2 separate regions of the Bombyx mori genome follow, and region 1 is linked to region 2. The links are chromatin contacts, called in public Hi-C maps. All regions are on one chromosome and are shown on one strand. The core of a region is the stretch at or near the end of the contact, and the rest is flanking DNA. Distances in the headings are between cores, read along the strand shown.

What was found. A called contact is a pair of places that touch in the nucleus more often than the background predicts.
Region 1: a Hi-C map of midgut shows a contact between it and region 2, with 1.7 times the contacts expected there. The contact joins the promoter of LOC101739088 here to the enhancer-like site in region 2. A contact is called at or near these places in 3 of 7 Hi-C or Micro-C datasets (midgut and whole pupa).

The regions. Positions count from the first base shown.
Region 1 is chr11:10,134,446-10,140,679 of ASM3026992v2, forward strand. It overlaps LOC101739088 (nuclear envelope phosphatase-regulatory subunit 1), which reads right to left and starts at 2,018. Exons shown (of 4, transcript XM_021351588.3): 1 at 1,695-2,018; 2 at 1,360-1,431; 3 at 935-1,069; 4 at 135-353. The coding sequence starts at 1,722. The coding sequence ends at 199. LOC101738499 (enoyl-CoA delta isomerase 1, mitochondrial) reads left to right here and starts at 5,094. Exons shown (of 5, transcript XM_038013931.2): 1 at 5,094-5,332.
Region 2 is chr11:10,083,580-10,089,879 of ASM3026992v2, forward strand. LOC101739428 (CYFIP-related Rac1 interactor B) reads left to right here. Exons shown (of 5, transcript XM_004931519.5): 1 at 1-503. The coding sequence starts at 189. Among protein-coding and RNA genes, the nearest start is that of LOC101739428, 3.2 kb to the left of the region's middle. Within about 2 kb of position 4,797, at least 6 of the 8 cell types and tissues checked have open chromatin away from gene starts, as enhancers often do.

The sequences.
Region 1 (6,234 bases), core at 768-3,267, 48 kb after region 2:
ATCGTTGGAGCCGTTTCCGAGATTCATATTATATATATACAAGAATTGCTCGTTTAAAGGTATAAGATAATATAGAAAACTTAAATCACTATATTTATAATAGCTTAATACATATTTGAAAAACAAAACAATAATAAAATAAAAACAAGTTTATTCTTATATTTAATATTTAAAGATATGTACAAAGTTAGATAATATTTAAAATAATGAGCTATTTGCTGGTCTCGGCTTCAGAATAAGTTTGCCAGTATCGTCACAAGACATGTTGAAGTCATTAAGTATGGAGCGAGTGCGCGCTGTGATGATGCTAGGAGCCACTACCTTTCTATGTACTCCAATCATGAATAGCAAAACTGTAAGAAAGTAATCGTTTTTTTGCTACAATTAATTCGCTATTTAACAAGATGATAGTTCATTCAATAGTACTAAACAGTAAACAGTTGCATTGGAATGTAAACACTTTTACCATAAGAAATTGTTTAATTCTCATTTATTAGCTATTGCTATGGGCTTTTATAAATTAAATACAACATTTTATTCATATCACTATTGTTTAAGTATATTGAGGTCAACAGTTGGCACTAATTGCAACTGCAGTTGAATTAAATATATTTGTCAATCAAAACAATCACATGAATTACATATACATAAAGTAAATAAAAACAATGATTAATTTCCATATTTTATTCCATAATGAACACTAACTCCAAATTCGTATGTATAAGGAGGAGTTTAAACGAAAAAAGTTGATAAATATATCTGCAATAATAAAGATTTTATGGTTTTTTCTTGTGTAACTAGCTGATTTACTCTTGCTTCGAACCCTATTAATAATGAATTTGTAATACTTTTAAAATAGTGAAGCGATTCACGTGAAAAACGAAAATTTCAAAATTTTGAGTTAGTGTTCATTGGAAGCATCGATTTATCTTACCCAATAATGTAGAGGTCACAGCAAAAAAGGGATGATTCCACAAAGACTGTGTGAGCGAGACTACAGGTGTCAGAGGATCCATCAACCAATGGTATGCTGCTATTGCTGTACAAACTGACACAATTGTCAGTAGAACTGGAATTAAGTTTTAAACAAAGTTGTAAATAGTTTAATCGAAGTATTAATGAAAAATATATTATTCTTATTTATCTCATTTTTTAACAAGTGTATAATTTAAATGTATAGACTAAGTCCATTACTTTAAGGTATATTTTATCACTGATCAGCTCGACTATTCACAGCTGTTTCAGTAATTGGTTTTGTAGATCTTTGTGCGAGCCATCCACTGAGAACTATGCTTTTTTGTTGCAGTTTAGCTCTAGAACTAGCTAGGTATGTATTATAAAAATAGTATAAGTACTTACTTCTCCATCTCATTGTAGCTGGTTGGAGACATGCTATCACTTCAGTTAAACGACGCTCAAAAGCTTTCAAATCTGTAATTATGACTACTCAGTATCATTAATCATAAAGGGTTATTTATCAAAATCGTAACGACAAAATTGTACATTAAAAATCGTAAGTGATTTTGAAGATTTGCATTATTAGATCTAATGTGAAAACGATATATAGTAAACAACTTAAACACACAAATAGGCCTAAATTTAAATCAATGATGTGCAAAATAAACGCAAGTTGCTATTTATTTACAAAACAGAGAATCTCGATCGCCGGACATAACCTAATGACAAATACTAACCATCACAAGCAGTTTGTTCGAGCGACATTATTTAATTTTAAAAGACAAATTTGTTAATGTTGAAAATTATCACATATTAATGTTTTCTTGTCATGTAATTAGATACCGTAAAATGGGGCGATTAGGGACAAATTCCAACTTTATGAGCAATTTTAGGGTAGTTGTTGATGTATATAATGCTATATCAGGATCAAAATGATTGAGTCTTGGGGGCATCTTTGTTGTCTAATTTAAAATTATGCAACTAGCATTCCAGTTTAAGCAAAAAATGCAAAAATAGGTGTAATCCCTATTTACCCGAAAATTGCGGTTAATTGGGACGAAATGAGAAATTTGCTAGGGTTGGCACTACTTTTATTTTTATATATAGTTTTAATTTATTTATTTATTTAGTTGCACCAAAAAAGTGATGATCAATAAAAAAAATTGAAAAACTGACAAAAGTATATGGCAGACATCACCTCAATTATAGGTGCAATCGACAGTGCAATAACAACAATATATATACTATATATATATATATATATATTTATATATATATAGTGGGCTTTCTTAGAAACGGTTTATATTTCTCCGTTCTTGGTAAGTACTTAGGGGCTGATATTTCTATCTGGGTTAAGAGATTAGGTGTGTCGGTTATTCCATGGATTAATCAGATGAATACCCCCACTCTGAACAGATATTAAATATTTTATTATGTATTACTTAGACATTTTTGTCCACCTTGAGATTTCATTGATCTTGTTACATGTCTCTGCAAAATCGACTTACTTATATTAAATTGCTTATCTATTTCAACTAAAGACTTATTCCCAATTTCGCTTCGATAAACCAGATTTTTACCAACAAATTTAAAAAATATTGTTATAACTACATAGACAACCCTACAAACCTGTATCTATTTATACTTAGGTCGTTTCCATTTCACGTATTCTCATCCCAATTGACCCCTTTTTCGTTGTTATTTGTACCTAACACGTCCCCAATATCCCCAAAAACAATAGATTTTTACATGTATTTTTATTTAATCAAATACATTAAAACCAATAACAACTGAGACTTACCTTTAATATATATGCTGGTTCAAACACTAAATAACGTTTATAAATCATAGTCGTCTTCTATTATTATCAAATAAATAAAAGAGAGCAAAGTTTCTAGCACTAAAATAATTACCACCACAGGAAGTTAATTTGAAACGCGATTTTTTATAAGTTAGCAGCTATTATCATGCATATTCAGAGTTGTTTTGTGAACTTTCAACATTCTACTATTAAACTACAAAAAAATTTAAGATTTTGCAACGAATATAAAACTTATATTGAGCGTCGAAAGATTTTCCCGGTTTTTTCCCGATTCGCCTTTCAATCCCTAATCGCCCCATTTTACCGGTATTACAATTTGAGTCCTGTAGAAATTTTATCAATTTTTCTATCATTTAATTTTACTATTATAATGGACCATTCGACAAGCAAAGGAAACGTAACCAATATGCCGGACGATCATTTTTAGACAGTAAAAAAAAACATGGCAATTATACAAAAAATAAAGAAAAACGAACTTTATTATAACATTTAAAAGGTGTGGTATGGGATGAAATAAAATAAGTGGTCAATTGAATCGTGCCGATTTACTGATAGTTTTGGCGTAGTTGTGGTGTTCTATGTAAACTCATGGTGTTCTGATATTTAATTTTATTTTTTAATTCTTGTTTAAGATTAAACGTGTAATTAAGATGGATTTTTAACCATTAATTATTTAAGTCCAAAGTATGGGAAGACCACTGACCTACCTGCCTTATCGCTCGTTTAAAATCCCTAAATCTAAATTTCAATTAGAAATCAACTACAGTACAGTAATAGTAACTACACAGATAAATAGTACATTTTTGGTTTTTTTTATCTCGTGAAATAAAATGAGAAGAACTGGATACGTGAAGCCTGTGGTTAATTTGATGTTTTTTTTGCTCGTAAAACAATCTTTAATAAATCGAATGCATCCATAATGAACTGTAAACTATTATAAAGTAGCATTTTTATTGAAAAGGTAATCAAATTTGGAATATCCACTGAATAAAAACGATTAACCTAATAGACTTCTCTCCCCTGAGTTGCATTCCTCATGTCTGAGGGTCGTAACTATATCTTCCCATTATCCATCTCTGGATGATGTTTCGCCATCTTCTGTTCTCGGCGGTGTGTATGGCATCATAGACGGTGGTATCCAGAGTGGTGCGGATTTGGTCGGACCAACGCGGCAACGCATTGGATTGCGGCCACGAGATCTTTTGCCTGCAATCTTGCCAGTTACTATCAATTTTTCAAGATGGTCACTGTTCTTTTTGGCAATGTGACCGAAGAACTCAAATATCCTCTTGAAGCAGATGGTAGAGAGCCTAGTTTGGATATTGAGCTGTCTTAATATGGATGCGTTAATCCGATATGGTGTCTACGGGATTCGTAGCATCTTCCTCCAGCCCCACATATCCAAGGCATCAATGCCAGCTGCATGCAATCAACTGATTTCAGAGTCAATGTCTCAGCTCCATAGAGAAAGAGTGAGAGCACCATTGATGAATCCCGCCTGCTCTTGCGGAATCTGCCAGTCAATGTAGTACCTGATGCGGTGATTTAAGATATGGAGCATGATTTTGCTCGCATCAGGGGAAGGGTGCGGCAGTTTTCACATTGTTTTATAAAACCTTTCTTGTGTAGTGGTATTATAGTGGATTCCGTCCAAACACTCGGCCATTCTCGACAAAACCAAACCCTGTTACAGATTGTTAAGAGAGTATTAAGGCTTTCAGTATTTCTGCTTTTATAGTGTCTGGGCCTGGTGTTTTCTTGTTCTTAAGGATTGCTAGTGCTACAACCACCTCGGAACAAATTAAATGTGGTTCTAATTCAAAGCTATTCCGAGGTATGTCTTCGGATGTGTCTAGGGTACCCTTGTATAGGTCCTCGCAGTAACACCGTCATCTTTCAGTGACTTCATCCGACTGATACAGGATTTCTCCATTAGCATCTTCCACAGCCCATGATTTGGGTTTGATTTTTTTGGACAACAGACGGGCTTTTTTAAACAGATCTGCTGTTTGGTATTTAAGGGAGTGTTGCTCTATGTCTTTACAGATGTCATTTATAAACTTGTTCTTATATACACTACAACAAGCATCTATAGTCTGGCTTAATAAGGCATACTCTCACATTATCTCCGGATCTTGTCGTCCACTAACTTTTAATTCTTTCCTGCGCTGGATGAGAGTCCAAGGGGGATCCGATATCCAGACAGTTTTTTTAGGGTCTGCTTTCAAGTGCTTGGGTATTACCTCAACCAAGGTCTTATTGATCAGTCTAAAGTCAGTCAAGTCTAAAGCTGGCAACTAGTAAATTGTAGTCTGAGCCGCATTCACCACCAAGAAACGTCTTCACGTTGTTCACGGATGACTTCCAACGGGAGTTTAGTAAAATATAATCAATCTGATTTCGGTATCGATTACCCAGAAATGACCATGTGTAAAGGCGTCGAAGGTGATATTGAAAATGAGTGCTTAAATTCGTGAAATTCTTGTTGATACAGAACTCTATCATTTTCTCTCCACCTTTGTTTCTTCTTGCCTAGACCAAATTTCGATTGAGGTGAGATTGGTTTAAATATCGTCCTTTCTGCTTTGATAAATTAACTGATAGGCTAAAAAGTAGATTAGCTAATGGCTGAAAACCAATTTAAAAAAAAAGAAAAGTTATTAGGCCTAGTTATTTTATTTATTTAAAGTTTACAATTAATTTATTAGAACATAATATATTACCTTAATATATTTAAAGTAGTGCAAGTTTTTTATTTGCAAGCATAAAGCTTACTTCCAGAAGAGAAGTCTAATTTAGAAGCCAACCTTCGAATTTAAGTACAAAGTTCAATTCAAATTGGACTTCAGTGTTCAGGTAAAATTTACAATTTGCAATTTAAAATTATATCAATAACAAAACGACTTTCAAGTGCACAGGAGTCTACCCTTTTTTTTAACTCTAGGGAATCCCGGATAGCCGGATACGCACTGAGAAAGTCTCCTTGCCTATTTCTCTGGAAGAGATCACTTCGAGTCATAAGACCGCCTATTTTCCTTTTTTCTTTTGATTACCTTCGCATTTTTTTTCTGGTGTACATTAAACAATTTTACTCCACTCTATTCTAACTCTTAGCATAGCATCTGCGGAACATTTACTTTTTTTATTACTTCTAAAACTGTAAGAGCAGATCATTAGCAATTTGACAAATTAGATTAAAATATAATATATTACCAACTATATTGAGGGGTGGAAGGCTATTTGGTTTAAGCTACATTTTGATAAACACAAAACATTTATTATTGTAATCAAATATATATTTTATTTGGTATTAGCATCAACAGTTCAATGTTTTTAATTGAACTTCAATTAAGTTTACTCCATTGAAAAATAGCTAAAGAAGTTTTTTTGTCATGATATTTTTTCCAAATTTTAACGGCTCCGCTGTAAAGTTACAAATTAAATGGCTCTGCTGT
Region 2 (6,300 bases), core at 3,547-6,046:
AAACAAAATCAAACAGTAGGGTAGTTTAATTAAAATCCAATATTTTATTAATAAATAAACGACTAAAAGTTTGTACTATGTTCAGTGATAAATGAAATTTAACAGTGCTGTTTTAAAAATACGGTCTTTTGGGCCATGCAGTGTATTTTGCGGATGAGAATATTCTGACCGTAAAGATATTTATAAAAATGGGAAAATTATTGAGTCTTTTATCGCGTGACGAGTCGCATTGCTGCTCGTCGCCTCGATATGATATATTCTTGGATTTCGAGAATGCCGCGCCCACAATGACCGAACGCGATGTTTACGACGATGTCCAAAGAGTCCTGTTAGAATCCGAGAAGATATTAGAAGAGATACAGTGTTATAAAGGTGCCGGGAAAGAGATAAGAGAAGCTATAGCAGATCCATCGAGGATATCCCAGGAGCGTGCTTGGCGCGCTGTGAAACCCCTCGTAGATAAACTACTGTGCTGCTACAACCACTCCCTTAAGCTTCAAAGGGTGAGTATCAATCCATCAACTCCATAATGACTTGTGGACATCCAAAACTAGTATTCAAACATATCCTAATATGGTTACATATTCATGATTCACAGATTAATAAACAAAGGAAGTTACCTTCTTCAAACAAAGTATCAAGAGTATAACAATATGTATTCATAGACCGATCTATATTAATTCATCAATGATATTGCTACAAAATTCATGACATAAAGAAACCATATGTGTAGAGAAAACGGACAACAAAAAACACAAAAGTCAACGCCTAAGTCTTTTACAGAATGCCACTGTTCCACTCATCACTGTTCCATCACTGTTCCACATGTTCCACTCATCAAAACTGAATACATGATAGCTTTATTGCAGATTTGTATGTGCAGTTTCACAATAATCATTACCACTAGCAACTGCTGCATTTGTACTTAACGATCTTTGTTGTGAAAGTTCAACAGGAATAATTATTTTGATAAATTTTTAGTTAGTATATCAGAAGTGTCAAAGTAGGCCCGTAATTAACTAATTAAAGAGCGGATGGTTAGCGTGGTATGGACATGTGATGCGTAGAGAGACAATGCATGTATGAGAGAGAGAGAGAGAGAGGAGTGAGTGTTGAGATGAAGGCTGATAGAAGATAATGGAATAGAATAATTCGCTGTGCCGACCCCACCTAGTGGGATAAGGTGGAGAAAAAGAAGATTTTTTGTTAGACAAATCAATACAAGCCCTAAAGAAATGAACCCACCATCTATCACTCTGTACATTGAGTGTATTTCCCATTAGACTACGTAAATTTCACATAAACACATATTAAAAAAATTGTTTCATAAGTGACATAAATTGCAGTGTACACAAGAGTATAGACTATGATATCATATAATATTTAATTATTACATTAAGTATAGTCCAAACAAATATAATTATATCTAGTGTTCATTAATTTTCTAGAACCTTTTTATTGTCACCTGTACAATACAGTGTAATACAATAATGTTCATAAAAATAAATGGATATTAAAGTAAACAATATAATTTTAGTTTGTCATTATTATATTAGGAATCCATAGGATTGGAAAAATCTATAGGATTTGTGGCTGTGTGGTAAAAAAATGTTCTTTATGTGACTGTTACTTTTTAACAAAGCTCCACAATAGATTCAGTTACAACCTGTTGTTAACCCCCAGACACAGCCCACTGAGTTTCTCACCGGATCTTCTCAGTGGGTCGCGTTTCCGATCCTTTGGTAGATTCTGCGAAGCACGGCTCTTGCTAGGGTTCGTGTTAGCAACGTCGTCAGGTTTGATCCCCGTGAGCTCACCTACTAGTTAAGGTTCCGCTGAAATAGCCTCTCAAGGCTATCAATTTAGGTAGGAAAAAAAAACAACCTGTTCATAGATTTGAGATAACTTCTTATTTCACTCTCATAGATTGTATAAATGAATTTCTAACAAAGCAATTTATATAATAATTACTTAATAGATAGCAGAATATAATAATGACATGGTATTACCAGGTTTCTGTGTCGCATTTGATTTTTCTTTGAGGATTCATTATTTTGTATTTTATACTTAAATAAATTTACCATTGGTAGTCACTACAAATTTTTCATGGCTACCTTTTTGGAAACGGGTCTTAGATTAATTTGAAATTTTTACATTCAGCAACTTTGTTATGATATTAAATGAGCTGAAATTATTTTCATTTCAATGACAGACAAACCTATAGTTTTCACACAAGAACGTTTGTAAATTATCATAAATTTTTTATGTATGTGTACCTTGAAAGGACCCAATCAATCTACTGATATATTTTACAGATAAAATTATGACGCTACACTGATATCTTCTCACACTGTTAATAATAATGACATTGTCTGTAATTTTGAAAAATGATTTGGCACAGAAGCCCATCGTCGCCATAATCAGAATGCCATCATCCTACTTAAGTGAAATAAGTTCCATTAGTATTGAGCATAAAGCAGCTATCCCAACCTTCAAATCAAACATGCAGCAATATTGTTCTTTTTTTATTAAATTTAATAAATTTCCTTGCAAGTTATTGTTTTTGCTGTTGTTTTATCACTAATAATTATTGAAAAGAGATTGCCTATAGTTCTGATGATAGGGATAACATTTCATTAGGAATTGGGATCATAACAGTAGTTATTTAACTGTTTGAATTGACATATGATTTACTATGAGTTGGCATTATGTGATAGCCAGATAGACTATTATTCATGGAAGGTAATATTATTTAAATTGCAAAGTCATCACTTACATAGTTTGTAATCATTAAATTCTGAAAAGTACGAAACCGTGATACTAATTCAACTGACTTTAGGGGCTTAGTAGATATACATACACTTCAGCAAATATTAAACATGATATCACAGAATAGAGACGTAGTTTAAATAAAACTAGTCTAACACTTCAAAAAATATTATCAAATTAAACGTTGAGATAGCAATATTTATAAATCTAAATTCTGTTGTCTTTTATCAACTACCATATCAAGAAAAGGATATTTAAATGATCACATGACTTCAATAAATGACCAAACCTCCGGATAAGACGTCCGGTGCATTCGTATATAGCGATGCAACGGTGTTTGAATCCCGCAGGCGGGTACCAATTTTTCTAATGAAATACGTACTTAACAATTGTTCACGATTGACTTCCACGGTGAAGGAATAACATCGTGTAATAAAAATCAAACCCGCAAAAAATAATTTGCGTAATTACTGGTGGTAGGACCTCTTATGAGTCCGCACGGGTAGGTACCACCGCCCCGCCTATTTCTGCTGTGAAGCAGTAATGCGTTTCGGTTTGAAGGGTGGGACAGCCGTTGTAACTATACTGAGACCTTAGAACTTATATCTTAAGGTGTGTGGCGCATTTACGTTGTAGATGTCTATGGGTTCCAGTAACCACTTAACACCAGGTGGGCTGTGAGCTCGTCCACCCATCTAAGCAAAAAAATAAAAATAAAAAAATGGCAGTGGTATTACTTTAAAAAAATCATATTAGTAAGTATTATATCATCAGTAAGTATAATACAAATTAAGATATACATGCAATTCTGCAGCTGACCACATATACATGTTAAAATTAATTTTAGAAATGACTAACTTTGGTTTTATAAATGAATGTTAAAACCACGTAGAAAAAAATTGGTTAAGCAATTAATAGATAAAGTTACAATATTTTACAAAAAAATTAAATTGCGGATACATAATAAATACTGTATTACCTGATCCGTTTTACCATTTTATTTTAACATGACAACTGACCCAATATACAGTTTACATTATAGGAAACATTTAAAATCTGAGATATGCACTTATTAAAATTATAGAATTAGAATAAGTATGACAAACTATTCCAAATCGAATGAGAAGTCATTCTGTGTATGTTTTGTCAATGTAGTTCAATCTAGTCGTCAGCGGAAACCAACTTTATTTTCGTACTGATAACTCAGTGACGAGATAGCTCAATTAGTCAGAAATATTTCTAGATATGAACTTTTAAGATTAGGCTTCGCAGCACACGTTCATACCGGTACTTAATTTGCAAAAATTGGAAGAAAAGGTATGCGCATTGTCAGCACACATCGGCGCCCGTCCGGAGAGGATCGCAAGGGACGTAAAGTATGCACCCGAGTTTAACCTTGCACAAATATAAACATTGTTCAAATAAACCGTGAACTTGAAACTTTACACCAGAATGACATCATATAAACATGTTCATTGGCTCAGTTATTTTATTAATAAATACGAGAGAAACACGTGAGGGTGTTCAAGGCTCCGTGAAAGCTGCATCGAGAAAGGTTACGCCCACTATCACAGTAAAACTCGGATAATTACAAATTTTATCGCTATTTTTGTTGCCTTTAGAGACAGATTAGTATACGGTACATCTGACTTTAAGTAATCACCTTCGCCAGCCAAGCTGTGACTCTTCATTTGAAGAAGATAATGTCATGGAGCTCGAAAAATACCGTAGAGAATTCATTTCATAGCCACTGGTGGTAACCATTTCTAGATAGCATCGATAAACTCTTCTTCATTCATCATTTCGAGTAAAATTTCAAAATATTCCCCACGAGACACACAGTACATAAAATAAAGGTAACCCATCGTAGACCCAGAGATCACCTATTTATTTAAAAGTAAAATCCTAAAATGCATATAAAAATGTGAATCGTGGAAGTAATGTTAAATACCTCACCGTCATCACAAGTATTTCGTATTCGAAGACTTTTTTAAATCTTCGGCCCACTAGTGTCCCTTCTCGACATAGGCCTCCCCGTCAATTCACGACTGCACCCTCGTATAGCACAATGTCACGTTATCAAACGTAGGTGACGTAAAGTTGACGAGTTAGTCTGATAGTTGATATCCTGTTTCCTTAATTTAAATGGTAACTGGTCATTGGGCGTACTGTGAGCCCACACAGATTATGTCCAGCCGCCCTGAATATTGCTCTCGTGCCCAACTACGGAAATTTAAAATTGAAATCTCGCCCTTTTGTATCAAACAGCACGCAAAATATAATTGACAGCTAAAATAACCTAAATAAATATAAAGGATTCCATTGAATTCACAACCCGTGATCCCCATACCCCTAACTAACCCTCGGCTTTATTTGGTCAACATAAACCCGCCTACCGGTCGGTAATCACGAGCGCTATACTCCATACAGTAGTGCAAACATTTACTCACACTTATCCCGACAGCGAACATTATCTTTTTACTTCGTGTTTTGAGTACCTAAGGACAAAACGTAGCGCGCACCCCAAACAACCAAAATATGATTTTTTGTTTGCCGCTCATGTGTGTTATCCGATTTCACTTGAATCTTAGTGCAGTTGTTGCTGACGCGTCACGGAAGTTTATTTTCATAGTGCCGCGTACAATAGATGACGCCAGAGAAGTCTTCAACAAATGGGTGTATGCCATAAATTTAACGAACAAACAGATGTGTCGTCCGCTTCTCACTATTATTTGAATCTTTGTACACTAGGTACCGTTTCTGTTTTGGTAAAAATATATAATATAATACGTACTATATGTAGTCCTGATTAAGATCTTGATAGTATATAGATGGCGAGCTAAACCAGTTAATACAAATGGCCGAAATCACGTAATCTGAGCCCTCTGAGCTTCTCGCCAAATCTTCTCAGAGGGTCGCGATTCTGATCCGGTGGTAGATTCAGCGAAACACCACTCTTGCTAGAGCAGATGGTAGCAGTCTCCCAGGCTGAGCCCTGTGAGTTCGCCCACATGTTCGGTGAAGCTAGTATAACCCCTCGAGATTACTACCAGTAGGTAGTAGAGGTTTGAAGTTTTTCACAACATTTATTTTTGTGTTTAGATCCAAAATACCAAAATGCGATTCAAACTTGAGATATTACGCTAACTTTAAATCCGTAAAAAATATAAGACTCCCCATTACGTTACCATTTAGTAAAAGCTATTGATATTCGACCTTAGTTAACCCATCATACGTATACACATTTTTTGTTTTGTTCCCTCCTCGTTTGTACACAGTACGCCACAATCATCCAATCAAAACAATCACTACTCGCGTGAGAAATGCTTCATCGTTTATTTCCAGGGGCATTGTTACCATAGATTAGGCATTTTATTGGGCACGACCCGCGTCAACATACATTACGTACGTACATTATCTGCCTCGCTTTCAATAATTCAACAATAATGCAGTTCGTGTGTCAGTATAATGTTGCAGATTTATTAGTTTTATTAAACGATACTCATTTATTACTAGTAATACAACGTAAAC